Regions from separate parts of the Mus musculus genome. Here region 2 is linked to region 1. Evidence: chromatin contacts called from public HiChIP or PLAC-seq data. All regions are on one chromosome and are shown on one strand. Each heading gives the region's core, a stretch centred on a gene start, on an enhancer-like site or on the middle of the called end of the contact. The rest is flanking DNA. Distances are from core to core; before and after follow the strand shown. Region 1 holds the start of Thg1l (tRNA-histidine guanylyltransferase 1-like (S. cerevisiae)). Region 2 overlaps Adam19 (a disintegrin and metallopeptidase domain 19 (meltrin beta)).

Region 1 (6,944 bases), core at 2,466-4,965:
GAAAGAAAAGAAAGCAAGCCAACTGAGCAGCAAGCCAGTTTTCCATGTCAGTTCCTGCCTCCAGCTTCCCACAGTGGCTTCCCCTTCATGATGGACTACAAGCTACGAGCTGAAATAAACTCCTCCACAAATTGCTTTTGGTCACTGTTGAAGGCCAGCTTTGGCATCACAGGGTAAAATAAGGAGGCCTGAGTGTGGAGTCTGCAATTGTCTGTAGCCCCCACCCCCCAACACAACTGAGGAAAATAAAAGAGACACAAAAGGCCAACTGCTGCTTTTGTTTTTTTCTCTCATATGTGGACTCTAAAAAATATGTGTAAATAAAAGATCGAACTATTGGAGAAGCAATGTGTAAGGGAAGGTTCTGTCGATAAGATCTTGTTCCCCAGTTGGTTCTTGACTTGTCAATAAAGAAGGTCAGGGGTCAATTGCTGGACAGAAGATACAAGTGGGATTTCTGGGTCCCAAGAGGAAAAGAAGATGCAGTGAAAGAGCGAGGGGCCTTTTCCAGCATGCTTTAGAAAGAGAAGAAAGCAGCAGCCATGTAAGGTTTCTGGGCAGCTAGACCCTGTGGCCTCCGCTATGGGTGGGGGCCAAGGATGTTGGCAGGGGCTAGCTGATGTAACCACTAAGTTTAGGGTGGAGGGAGAGATGGAGATAATAAATTGATAAGGGCAAGACTTTCCAGGCAGGAGTTGTCTTCACCCAGCAGTTGTGCCTAAAGGCAAGTTCTAAAGAACAGAGCAATGTTTCTTTTATCCTTGGATTCAACAGTCTTGGGAGTGGGCTGGTAACACTCTGCTCTTCCAGGATCAAAGGTGGGTAGAAAAGAGTAGTCAGTCAATGCTGGTGGCGTCAATCCTGGACCTAAGCCGGGAGGAACAAAAGAGAGCCTGGAGGAGCTACTAGCTCGGTAGCAACTCCCAGGCTAAGGCAGAGCCTGATTATACTACACACAACAGCAATGGGATCAGGGAGACTATGTATGTATGAGGACTAGGACAGGATAATGGGAGATGAATATAATCAGAGTATGTTACATACATGGATGAAAATGAAACCCATTATTTTATATAATCACTACACACCAGTAAAAACATTCATAAACCAAATATGGTAGAGCATTGGTGGTGGCCTGAGTTCCTAGAAACTCCCATGGTGAATCCTACCTTATCTGTGGCAGAAACCAGGAAAATAAACACAAAGTCTAAATTCAACTCACAAAACGCTGGAAACCACAGCACCACCACAGAACCACTAAGGATTTGATAGATAAATTGATGGAAAGAAAGTGGGAGTTTCCTGGGAAAGTCAGTACTAGGATTTGCTGTATATCTCCACATAAACCTATGCAATACAACTATTCGAAACTATGCTAAGTTATCCTAGTGTGCGGTGTTTCTACTATGTTTTTTTTTCTTAAGTTTTTAAGTCACTTAAGACAGGCAAGAGGCATGACAGAGATGGCTTATTGGTTAAGAACACTTGCTGCTCTTACAGAGGACTGGGGTTCAATTCCCAGTACCCACATCTGGGGTCCCACAACCACCTGTAACCGCAGCTGCAAAGAATCTCTCTCTCTCTCTCTCTCTCTCTCTCTCTCTCTCCCCCTCTCCCTCTCCCACTCCCTCTCCCTCTCTCTTCCCCTCTCTCTCTCTGTCTCTGTCTCTGTCTCTGTCTCTCTCTCTCTCTCTCTCTCACACACACACACACACTGGTCTCCTTGGGTACACATGAATAAACAATTAATAATAAAAGAAAATTATTTAAGAGAAAAAAAAATAGACTATTGCCTGGATCACACTCGAAAAGATTCTGTGAGCAGCCTGGGAACTGACAATTTCAAGTTTATCCTCCGAGTTTAACGTATGGAGAAGACTGTGGCCCACTGGAGTAATACTTGAGTCAACTGTTAGAAATCCTGTTTGTGTCTGCCATGCTGCACTGCCCAGGATCTCCAGTGGCTGTTGGTTTTAGGAAAAATCAATAGGAGACCAGCTGAAGGTGGCAAGTGCTCTCGTTTGTGACTGTGCCTTTCATCTTGTGACTAGCAAACAATCTGAGGGCCAATGCCACCAGACTAGGGAGTCTTTCACTAATTCTAGAGATCACAGCTTTAGCATCCATTAGTGATCCACGTTTGAGTTAATTGTTTCAAAGATGTTTATAAACAAAACAAAAGAACAAAACTGATTCTCTGAGCCCACCATTCTGTGTTTGAAACTAGCCGGCACTCTTTTGTAAAAGGCTTCCTCTCATCAACTGGCATTGAATTGTAGTTCTATATAAAAGACAAGAAAAGGGCCTTGTTCCCTTTAATAATCAATTGCCAGTGTAAGAAGTTAGTGTAACAATACTTCCAAAACTATCCATGAACTTTCCTCTCTTTGAGTATTGTTATGTTGCCTGGGCCTTCACTTATTCCATACATGATAATCACTCACTGTTGTTCTGATACTCAAATCACCTCAGATTTGCTCAGTGGCAGCACTAGTCCTCTGGGCTCATTTTGTCACTTCGTCTTATTACTCCTAGCAGTTCTTTCCCTTCTGCCACAACATGTGCCCCAGTCTCATTTTGTGTTTTCTGTGACTCATCTAACTAGGAGGCAGTCACTTCTTCTAGGAGTATACTCTAGTGGAGAGAGGTGTTAGCAACCACGAATTGTATGCCTATTGCTTTCAGGGTATCATTTCATCTGTGCCCAGTGGGCAAAGCTAGGAAATGCATTTTAAAACAATCCTGAGTTCAAGAGTGGGCAGATGGCCCTGTAATTATTATGTTTGCCAGGCAAGCGTAGAAATCCAAAGTCAAATTCTCAACATTCAGATATAAAGTGGGATGTGGAAGCTTATACCCATCAGCCCCAGTGTGAGATAGGCAGAGAGAGGAGGCTCCCTCAAACTTGCTGGCCATCTAGTGACTTCTAGGTCAACCAGTGAGAGCCAGGATCAGTGAAAGGCAGTCTTAAAATTAAGATGAAGGGGGATTGACGAAGATACTTGATGTCTTCCTCTGACCTCCACAGATGCACATAAACTCACCCACACACATACAAAATCTTTTAATAGTGATGAGTACAAATTTTAAATTCACCTAATGACATATGGCAGGGTAACCTGCCTCTGGTATTCACTTTTGGAAAGCCTGAGAAAGGAAGGACACACCATGTGGCTTCCAGGGATCAAAGTTATCACACCTGGCATCAAGCATCTTTACAGACTGAGTTGTCTTGCTGGCCCTTTCTTTGTTTAAATCACACTTTACTGGAACAACCACTAAATAACTCTAGAAAAAAAAAAAAAAAAACCAAACAGGGTCAATGGAAGAAAATACAAAATTGTACAGATGATCAATTTCTATTTTATGTTCCTTGTTTAAACTTACCTAGAAGAATCTAGAAGATCCTCCCCACCCCATCCCCGAACTATAAAGTGATAATTTAGTGTATTTCATCTTAGCAAGGAATTTAGAAATGCTACTTAGAAATGCTTTATAAATGCTATTTAGAAGTACAAGACAAAAAGGTCACAACTATACTTTTAAACTTGGTCACAAAACAACATCTGATAGCTTGCGATTTGCTGCCTACGGGGTAACAGACAGGCACCCACAGCCCAGAAGAACACGCCTGGCAGCCAGCTGAGTTGAAGGCAATAGAGTCAATAGAGAAACCTCCACCGTGGCTAGAGCGGCTCTGACAGCGACAGGAACTTCCGGGGTGGGGCCCGTCCATTGCTTCCTTATGGCGAATGTGGGCTTTCCGCACAGCGAGGATCGGCAGTCTTTTGGCTGCTACTTCCGTTATTTTAAGACGGTGCCTGAGATTGGGGGTGGCCATGGCCAAGAGCAAGTTTGAGTACGTGCGGAATTTTGAGGTTCAGGACACATGCCTGCCGCACTGCTGGGTGGTGGTGCGGCTGGACGGCCGGAATTTCCACCGGTGAGCTGGAGGGGCGGGAGACCGCGTGGTGCGCCCACACTTCCGGGAAGTGCGCCTCTCGTAGTTACCGGGGTAACGCGACAGCCAATGAACACTCAGCATTGAGCGTCGCCTGAAGGACTTGCTAGGTGGTTGAGATATTTAAAAGGAACTGGGTACTGTAATTGGTGAAAAACCCGTGCTACTTTAGCTGAAACCAGTTTGCAAGAACTTTGTGTGTGTGTGTGTGTGGGGGGGAGGTGTCATTTCTCGGTCCACTACTTAAACTTCAGTCACACGTGCGACCCTTTTGTTATTTTTGAGAGTTGTTAAGAGGCCCGCATAAGCCTAACTGTGGTCATGAGTTGATAGTATGTCCCGTTCTCATAGTCAGCTTCATATTACATGAACTGACTGCACTAGAGTCAGGAAGAAAAAAGGAGAGTAAACTATTGGGGACTTAATTTCAATAAAGGGCTATGTTATTCGTTATTACCATTTTATAGCTGTTTAAGTACATAGAGCTATAGTAATGTTTATTGAGCACTTAGTAAGAGCATTTTGATCTCCTAATCAGCAATACAACCTGATAAGGTAATAGTGTTCTCAATTCACCCAGTAAGGTGAAACTTCACAGAAAAGTGGATTGAAGCCTAGCAGTTGTATCCCTTTTTGTCAGTGTGTCAAAGTAAGAAAGAAAAACGTGTTTTTTTTTTTTTTCTGTACATGCTTATGCGTAAGTTTAGGGTTAATGTTGGGTGTCCCTCCTCAGAGCTGTCCTCCTTGTTTTTCTTGAGACAGTCTCTCATGGAACTTCCTTGGAACTCACCAGATACTCTAGCCTGGTGGTCATCTAGCCCCAGGAATCCTGCCTCCACCTCTCCAGCACTGGGATGACAAGCAGGTGCCACCAAGCCCCCACCCTGTTTTATGTTTTGGGGCTAGAACTTGGTCCTGACAGTTTACCTACTGAGCTATCTCTCCATCTCTCTTAACTGCCTCTGTGGATGGTGTTGGTGATGACACTCTCCACCGCTTGTGCCCCTCTCTTTCCTCTATGAAGGTTTGCTGAGGAGCACAACTTTGCCAAACCTAATGACAGTCGGGCCCTCCATCTGATGACCAAATGTGCCCAGACAGTAATGGAGGAGCTGGAGGACATTGTGATTGCGTACGGCCAGAGTGACGAGTACAGCTTTGTGTTCAGGAAGAAGAGCAATTGGTTCAAAAGAAGAGCCAGGTGAGCTTCAAAACCAGCCTCCGCTAGGATGCTCTCCCGTTCTCTGCTCCTCTGTTTCTCATGGCGACAGCTGAGATCCTCAAAGTTGTGGGTGATGCTGCATTTACAGAGTGTACATGTCCTATTTTGACTGTTTCCTTCCAATGAGATCTGAAAATTCTTGTGCTGTGTATTTTTTTTAAGATGCTTTCTTTATTTAATTCTTTTCCTTCTGTATCCTGTCAATCCAGCTTCCAGACTGACCTATTGAATAGTTAGACGGATAAGCAGAGACTTAAGCAGAGACTTTGAGAGAAAAATAGAGTACTGGTGATTCATGGGTAGCATTGCAGGGTCACTCTTTCCATGTATTAAAGAGTTATTTAAACTTTTTAACAAGGAGATCCATCTTATATTGAATTTGGTAGTATACTGAAACTCTTTGGGGAATCAAATTATATGATGAATTGGTATGTCTTCAAAATAATGGTCCCCTTTCTTCCAAGACGGAAAACAATACCATACCCACAAAACAACAATAAGAAAATCTTGAATTATAAATGTATACCAAGTCCTATGGAGAGAGATTTGGTGTTAGTGAGTGTGCTGGCTAGTTTTTTGTCAGTTTGACATAAGCTAAAATTATCTGAGAGGCAGGAACCTCAATTGAGAAGATGCCTTCATAACATCAGGCTGCAGGCAAGCCTGTGGGGCACTTTCTAAATTAGTGATTGGTGGGGGAGGGCCCGCCCACTGTGGGTGGTGCCCTTCCTGGGCTGGTGGTCCTGGGTTCTGTAAGAAAGCAGACTGAGCAAGCCATGGGAAGCAAGCCAGTAAGCAGCATTCCTTCATGGCCTCTGCATCAGCTCCTGCCTCCAGGATCCTGCTCCCTTTGAGTTCCTGTCCTGATTTCCTTCAGTACTGAACAATGATGTGAAAGTATAAGCTGAATAAACCCTTTTCTTCTCAACTTACTTTTGGTCATGGTGCTTCATCATAAGTCAGTAAGTAGTTTAAGTAGAGGCTGACTCCATTGAAAACATATTAAAAGTTTCTCTTAGCTGTCTGGGAGCTTTGTATAATCTCTCTATTGTATCTGCAGATCCAGTCTTGGCGTGGAATTAATACCAAATACTTTCTCTTTTCTTGTTCTGCCCAATGTGTCTTACAAGTAAGTTCATGACTCTCGTGGCCTCCCAGTTTGCCTCCAGTTACGTATTTTACTGGCGGGATTACTTTGAGGACCAGCCCCTTCGGTATCCTCCAGGATTTGATGGGAGAGTCGTGTTGTATCCTAGCAACCAGACTTTGAAGGACTACCTCAGCTGGCGACAGGCAGACTGTAAGTGGTACCAAGTACACAGTTTGAATCAAACCTACCAAACCTGTGCATTAAAGCTGAGGGTCTCATACAAGTTTGCCTCATTAGTACATTGTTGGAGTCAAGTGTCTTTTAAAAGTTGTTTGTTTGTTTGTTTGTTTTCATTTAATAGAGCCTTTCTTTATAGCCCAGGCTGACTTTCAATCCTGCTGTATAAGGCCTGTGTTAGAGGATGTGTCCCACTACACCAAACTGTCTCTCACACTCTAATTAGTTAACAGTATTTGAAAACTCAGGAGATTTTTGTGGGAGAATTATCTGTAGTTGTTTGTTCTGTTGTTGTTGTGTGCATGGTGTGTGTGCACATGCATGTTTTGTATATGAGTGCATGTGTACATGCATGTGCTTATGTGCACTGTTGCAGAGCCTATACAAGTGTTGCAGAGCCAGAGGAAGGAATGGGCTGTCCTGCTCCATCACTT
Region 2 (6,944 bases), core at 2,148-4,647, 130 kb before region 1:
GACTTGACACTGATGTCTCACTCGTTACTCAATGGAAAATCACAGTAAGACCTTGTGTCTGTCTACCCTCTTCTTCATCCTATATTTGCTCTATCTCCCCATCTCCATGACTCCATCTTATAAACCAGCAATCCATCCTTCCCTCTCCATATGGGTCATCTTGTCACCATATCAGACATAAGGTGTATTTGGAGCTGTCTGTCCTATCCGCCTCTTCTACCACCTCCCATTGCTCTCAAAATAAACTCTGGCAAGGCTCTTCAGGAAATCGTGCCTATGTGTTCCCCACCCCCACCCCCTACCCCTGGGCCTGTCTTCACTTCCTTCCTCTGCTCAGGATGTCCTAACCAGAGAGTATAATTTCTTAGCATCTTCCACCTAGTCTTTGTTTTTCTTACAAGAACTATGGTACACAGACATTTAGTCATCATGAGCAGACTGCACCACACTCCTTCTTCACCCCCTTGTTCTAAGAAGTTCCTAAGACGTTGATCTAGGTCAGTAGATCAGTTCTCCCAAGAGCACCTTCTGTTTTTCTCCACCCTAGCAGCTCACCTTGCTCTACTGTAATTGTCTGTGTCTTCTCCACTCGACACGAAATCCCTCGATGTCAGAGAATGTCCTTGCCACTACTTAGCCCAAGAATATCAGACACACAGTTGGCACTCACAGTATGTGCTGAATGACAGGACAGAAGGAAAGAAGGACAAAATGAAGAATTCTTAATGAAGGCTGGGGAGAAGTGTTTGCACACAGATGAAGTGTTTGCAAGGCAAGCACAAAGACCGGAGTTCAATCCCCAGAGATACATACTTTTAAAAAGTCAGGTATGGTGGCGCACAGGTTTAATCTCACTCAATACTGGGGGTGTGGGAAGATTCCTGGGGTTCAATGGCCAAATACTTTGGGAACTTCAGAACAATAAGATGTCCTGTGTCAAAAACAATTAAAAATTATAAAAGGTGAGTGGTCCTTGAAGACCCAACCGCCAAGGTCATCCACTAGCACCCACCCACCTCCCCCACACACAACTTGAGGTGAGGGGAGAAAAGAGGGGAAGGAGGGAAGGGAAGAAGGGTAGGAGAGAGAGAGAGAGATAGAGAGAGAGATTCTCAATGAATTGTCTAAACTCAACCCAGGACCCTAGTGACTTCCATTAAAAAAAACCAGAAGTCTCTAAGCTAACACTCATCCCTAGCTGGATTTAGGCAGAAACTACATCTCACCCCCAACCTAGAACCTATTCATTTAGTATTTAGTAATCAGGAGAGTGCATGTGAGCGAATGTGTGAGTACATTTGTGTGTATGTGTGTGTATACACATATGTGTGACTAAGCCCTAAATGGAGACAATGCAAAGCTTATTTCCTTAAAATCAAAATACCTCCTGGATAAAACGTCAATTCCCTGACAGTGTTACTCCAGGGTCCCCAATGCTGCTTTCACCTCTCACAGGTTTCCCCTCAGAACAGTCATGATTCATTGCCCAAGCAGAAAATTTTAAAGGAAGAAAATATCCTCAAATGTCCAAGGAGCCTAGCTGAAGAGTCATGGTCTTAGAGATAGGAGAAAAGAAAGGAGAAGGTGGTGGGACTTAACAGTGCTCTGCCCAAATGTATATCCATCCATCCATCCATCCATCCATCCATCCATCCATCCCTCCATCCATATGCATCCCACCCACTCAAGCTGAGAGGACACCATCTTAGCCTTGTACTCAGCTCCTTGCAATGCCTAGAATCCCCAGACACATATTCACCCCCATGGTTCAATCCACATTTCGCTTCAGCTAGGAAAGATGGAGGGGGAAAAAAAACGCTTCCCATTCAAAGCAGAGTTGTCAAATATTCTTCAATCATCTTTCTAGAAGCTCTGCTTGCCTCTCTGGCTGTATGCTTGGCCCCAAACAAGAGAACCCAACTCAAATGCTAAAGTGAAAGAGAGGAATATTGAGCTGTCTGTCACTTGAATCTTCTGGAAGCCCAGCTGAGGAAGGGGAAACCAACCTTCTCTTCCCCAACTTTAACACATCATTAAGAGGACAAACAATGGCTACTTAGGGATGCTGGATTCCTAACAGATGATGAAGACTTAGGTCCTTGGTGTAGACCAAATATTTATATAGTATCTTCCCAGTCTTAATTCCTTCCTGATTCTTCCATTCATCCCTTCTTTCTGTGTCATCCAAAGCAGCCCCTATCCCCAAAGACTGAGCTCCAAGTGAGTGCCCTGTCGGGGAATCCTCCTAGGACCCCATTACAGACAGAGACACCCTCTCTCCTCTGGCCTTGCAGCACTTTATTCAGCTCTGCTTTGTTATTATCTCTCCTACAGAGGGCAAATATAACTGTTCCCATTCCTACACAGTGCCAAGCACAGAGCTAGATACAGAGGTACCCAATCAGCAGCCCCCTCGTCAAAGAGCAGAAAGTTAGCTGAGGGTCAACGGGGAAATCTATCAACTGGTAGATAAATGGGACATTATAAGCTGGTGTACATATAGGATAGAATATATACAGCAACTTAAAAAACAACAACAAGACATTCGATGCCATGCATAAACCTCAAAAACACAGACCTAAGTAAAAGACCCAATTAGGAAAGAGCCCAGAGGCCAGATGTGATGGTATAACCTTGTTGCTTTGGCACTTGGGAATGGAGCCAAGGAGGATCCGGAGCTCATGGCTAGGAGGATCCAGAGCTCAGGGCTAGCTACATAGTGAGTCCAGCCTGGACTGCATGAGAAACTGTGTCAAAGGGGTGGGTTGGAATAGACAGAGGGAGCAAAGGGGAAAAGGTAGAAGGGGGGATAGAGAGCAGGAAAGAGGAGCAGGGGACAGAGAGAGAAAGAGAAAGGGTATATTGCCTAATGAACTTATATGAATCACCCAGACTGGGAAAATCTAGAAAAAGCAAGTTGAAGTCTGTGGCTTATAGACTGATGAGGGGAAGAAGGGGAAGGCCTGTCTTAACAAAGCATCCCAAATTAAGTGGCTCAAAACCCAGACGTTTATAACCACAGTCTGAGGTTAGCAGGGTCATGTTCCTATGGTGACTGCAGACATGAGAGACAGAGACAGAGACAGAGACAGAGACAGAGAGAGCCCTTCCCAGCCTGGTTCCTTCTTTTTTCCCCATCTAATTTTATTTTAAGACAATCAAGAGCAATAGCATGTAAGGTTTTTAACTTTTTAAATCTTGTCATGTCAGCAAATGGCTAGGGGAGTAAAGGCACCTGCTGCCAAACCTGATTACCCAAGTTCAATCCCTCTGTCCCAAAGGGTAGAAGGAAAGAACTTGTGGCATTAGAACTCAGTTCTTTGCATGTCTGTGTCCTGACTCCCTTTCTATACGGAATCCAGTCACCCTGCATTAGGAGTCCACCTTACTCATCTTAACAAAATACATGTGACTCAATTTCCAAATAAGATTACTCAGGAGTCAGGCTCCAACATAAGCATGTAGGCAGATAACGATGCAATTCAATCTGTAACACTGCTAATGGGTTCTTCCTGGAATGAAGGAAATGACTCTAGGTTAGATTATGGTGGTAGCTGCCCAATGAAAAAAATACCAAACTAATTGTCTTAAATGAGTAAGGTAAATGGTTGTCGATGCACAGTTGGTATCAACAAAGCTATGTGAAATAGAAGTAGAAATGCTTGGGTTTCAAAGGATACCATGGATGGGATCATGGGAAAAAAGCGTGTAAAGGTATAGAGAGGCCAATGGCAATCTGCCCCCAGAAATGCAAGTGTGACTGGCAAGTTCCCTTGACCCGATCCCCATCTGTCAGGGAAGTGCTGTCCTGACTAGACCCAGGTGTGACCAACTCATGCTTACTTCATGAGGTCTCGCCATGTTAGACTAAATCCCCTCAGACCCAAAGCCATGAAAGCCTCCCTCCATATGTTGCTTCTTCCCAGGTATTTCATCACAGCAGTGAGCAAAGCAGTTAGTAAAACAACTATTAAGGATCGGCGGCGGCGGCGGCGGCGGCGGCGTTTTGTAAACCTGATCACTTTTCAGGCTCACAAATTGAAATTTGAATTGTGAACTAACAATTGTGAAGTGTTACTTGTCAGGGAGGGCTGGAAAGATGGCCAAATGGTAACAACACCGACTACTTTCCCAAAGGTCCCAGGTTCAATTCCCAGCACCCACACATTGGCTCACAAACACTGTTAACTCCAGTCCAAGGGAAACTAATGACTTCTTCTGGCCTCTATGGGAACTACATATACATAGTACACAGACATGTATTCAGGTAAACACTCATACACATAAAAGAAAAATAAATAAGTAAACCCTCAAAAACTAAAATTAAATTTAAAAATACAAGATAACTGTGTCGTTATCTTATATAAGTAGTCAATATAATATCACATAAACATTTTTAAATGATCCTAAGTACATATGGAAATGTATCCATAATATATTCTCACAGACATATACAAGTGAAATGGTACAATCTTCAAATATAACCACCATATGTTCTTATAACTCTATCAGTCCTATAGAAAGATCTGACAAACACTTAAAGACTCTTACACCTGTCACTGCAGTGTTATTTGTAGTAACGAGAGATCAGAAACTCGACTCTCCCTTACTAGAAAAACAGTAACTTCTGATCCATCTTAATCACCATGGACTCCTGTGTCTCCATTTATAAAGAATAAAAATAGGGCTGGGACAGTAGCTAGTGGATTATTGAACTTATTCTGCAAGCATAAGGATATAATTTCAAACCCTCAACACCTGTGCAAAACTCCAGGCATAGATATTCATGCCTGAAAACTCAAATTTTGGTTTGGAGACAAGATCCCAACAGTTTACTAGCCAGCCCAAACAGCAAGCTTCCAGTTCAGCGGAAGATCCTATCATGTGTAAGACAATGAAGATGACACCCAATGTGGGACTTCTCATTTGTATACATAGGTTCATGTACCCATACACTTACCTGCACATACTACACACATACCACATACCAATAAGACAGACAGAGAGACAGACAGACACACACACACACACACACCACTACAGATGGACTAATGTGGAAAAATGCTGATGGCAAATGTCTTACTTTGCTACCTATTGCATAACAAACAAAAGCAACCAGGGAAGGAAAGGATTTATTCCACCTTATAGTTCATAGTCTGCTATGAACTTCAAGCAGGAACCTAAAGGCAAGAATGGAAGCAGAGACCATGGAGGAATGAATGGTGCCTACCGGCTTGCTCTTTTGGGATTTGTCAACTTGCTTTCTGATACAACCCAGGACCACCTACCTAGGGCTGGCACCGCCCATAGTGGGCTTGGGCCTCTCATGTCGATTATTAATCAATAAAATGTTCCACAGGCCAATCTGATGGTAGTGTGTCATCAATCCAGGTTCTCTTTTCCTAAGTGACTCTAGTTTTTACCAAGAAGACAAAAAAACAAACAAAACAACAACAAAAAACTAAGCTAGCACAACAAATAATTTTAAAGTTATACATTAAGTATGATCTCATTAAAAAAAGAAACCCATAACTTCAATATTTATATAGTTTTTGGCCCCAAAATAACATTGAATGGTTTCTGATAATGCCCATGTTATATTTCCAAGGGAAATACAATAGGTCTTAAAATCAAGGACCCAGTAGGACTCCATTTGGGTAAACATACAGAGTTAAGCAAGTCTGTGTAAAACATGAAGCTCATGGTAAGAGCTCATCCCCTGGGCTGTTGTGATCTACAGATCAACAGCCTGGTGAGTAAGTATGCTCACAGTCCATAACAGTCCCCAATGTCTTCCAAGTCCCCAGTTCCCCTTAGCTCCGCAAGGGTCCATCTGAGGCCACCGGGGCAGCTGACAGCTTCCTCCCATTCATTTTACCCTGGCTCCCAGTGAAGGGGCAGCCAGAAGAACTAAGCTGGAGACAAAAGACGAGGTACACATCCTTCCTTGATGTGCGGGCAGCCCTGGCTGCAAGCCCAGGGAAGAGATAGGGACAGAACTGGTAAGCCCATCCCCACCGCCTTATCAGGAAGGTTCAGGCCTCAATATGAGAGTCCTGGGGACTGACTCCACAGGCCCAGAAAGAGGTACAGTTGGGCCCACACAGGAGACGGCTGTTACGATTCATGTTTGTGATACAGTTAGGTCAACCTGGGCATGGCTGGAGAGCAGAAGTGAGTTTCCTTCCTGGGGCAGTGGATTTTAAGGTCAACTCTTCTTCTTGCATTTGGGGAATCAGCTCTGGGGAATTCCCTCTTACATCATTCCTCACTGTTTTCCTGACCCTGCAGAATACAAATAATAATGGCTATTTATTGCACTTACAGCGTGCCAGGCACTGAAAGCTCCTTAAGGTCATTACATCATTGAAATCTATCCATAGTCACTGCGACTAGCTATGGTATGGATAAGGAAACAGAGGTTAGAGAACTTGGCAAAGCCTACGCCTTGTCTTGTTTCCTCATCCTACTGCTGTGATTAAAAAAAAAATACACCCCTGGAAAAGCAACTTAAGGGAGAATTAAGAATTTATTTTAGCCTACAGTGCATGGGTATGTCCATCATGGTGGGGAATCCAGAGCAGGGGGACTTGATGCCACCGGTCACGTCACATTCAAGTAATAAACTGTCTCCATCATAAGAAAGCTAAGGGCTATGAATGCATATCACTGCTCAGCTTCTCCTCTACAAACATAGCTCACAGCGAACGGTGCCGTCCATGGTGGGTGGCCTTTCCACCCCAGTACAATCAAGATAATTCCCCATAGGCATGGTCAGAGTCCTGTCTTTTAGGTGACTCTAGACTCTGTCAAGCTGATAATACTAGCCTTCACACCTTCTACAGACAAGAGGAGCCAGGCTCTGGTCCATACCAGTCTGAATTATCCCTATCACATTACATGGACATTCTAGTTCCAGTCAAGGCTTGGGAAGAGAGAAGGTG

The links. HiChIP or PLAC-seq counts read pairs in DNA pulled down with a chosen protein or histone mark.
Region 2: a contact with region 1 is called in an H3K27ac HiChIP or PLAC-seq map of embryonic fibroblasts, with 3 times the contacts expected there. The contact joins the enhancer-like site here to the promoter of Thg1l in region 1. A contact is called at or near these places in 1 of 39 promoter capture datasets (fetal liver), 3 of 484 Hi-C or Micro-C datasets (CD4 T cells, the G1E-ER4 cell line and embryonic fibroblasts), 5 of 115 datasets of contacts at active chromatin or transcription factors (embryonic fibroblasts, embryonic limb bud, embryonic stem cells and 1 more) and 2 of 9 other capture datasets (adipose tissue and liver).

Annotation. Positions count from the first base shown.
Region 1 is chr11:45,952,274-45,959,217 of GRCm38.p6, reverse strand. Thg1l (tRNA-histidine guanylyltransferase 1-like (S. cerevisiae)) reads left to right here and starts at 3,715. Exons shown (of 6, transcript NM_001080969.3): 1 at 3,715-3,943; 2 at 4,986-5,162; 3 at 6,314-6,483. The coding sequence starts at 3,753.
Region 2 is chr11:46,077,009-46,083,952 of GRCm38.p6, reverse strand. The region is part of intron 3 of Adam19 (a disintegrin and metallopeptidase domain 19 (meltrin beta)); the gene reads right to left. Among named protein-coding and RNA genes, the nearest start is that of Mir8100, 22 kb to the left of the region's middle. Within about 2 kb of position 3,397, at least 19 of the 459 cell types and tissues checked have an H3K27ac peak or open chromatin away from gene starts, as enhancers often do. A contact at or near this core is called in embryonic fibroblasts, where this site is marked.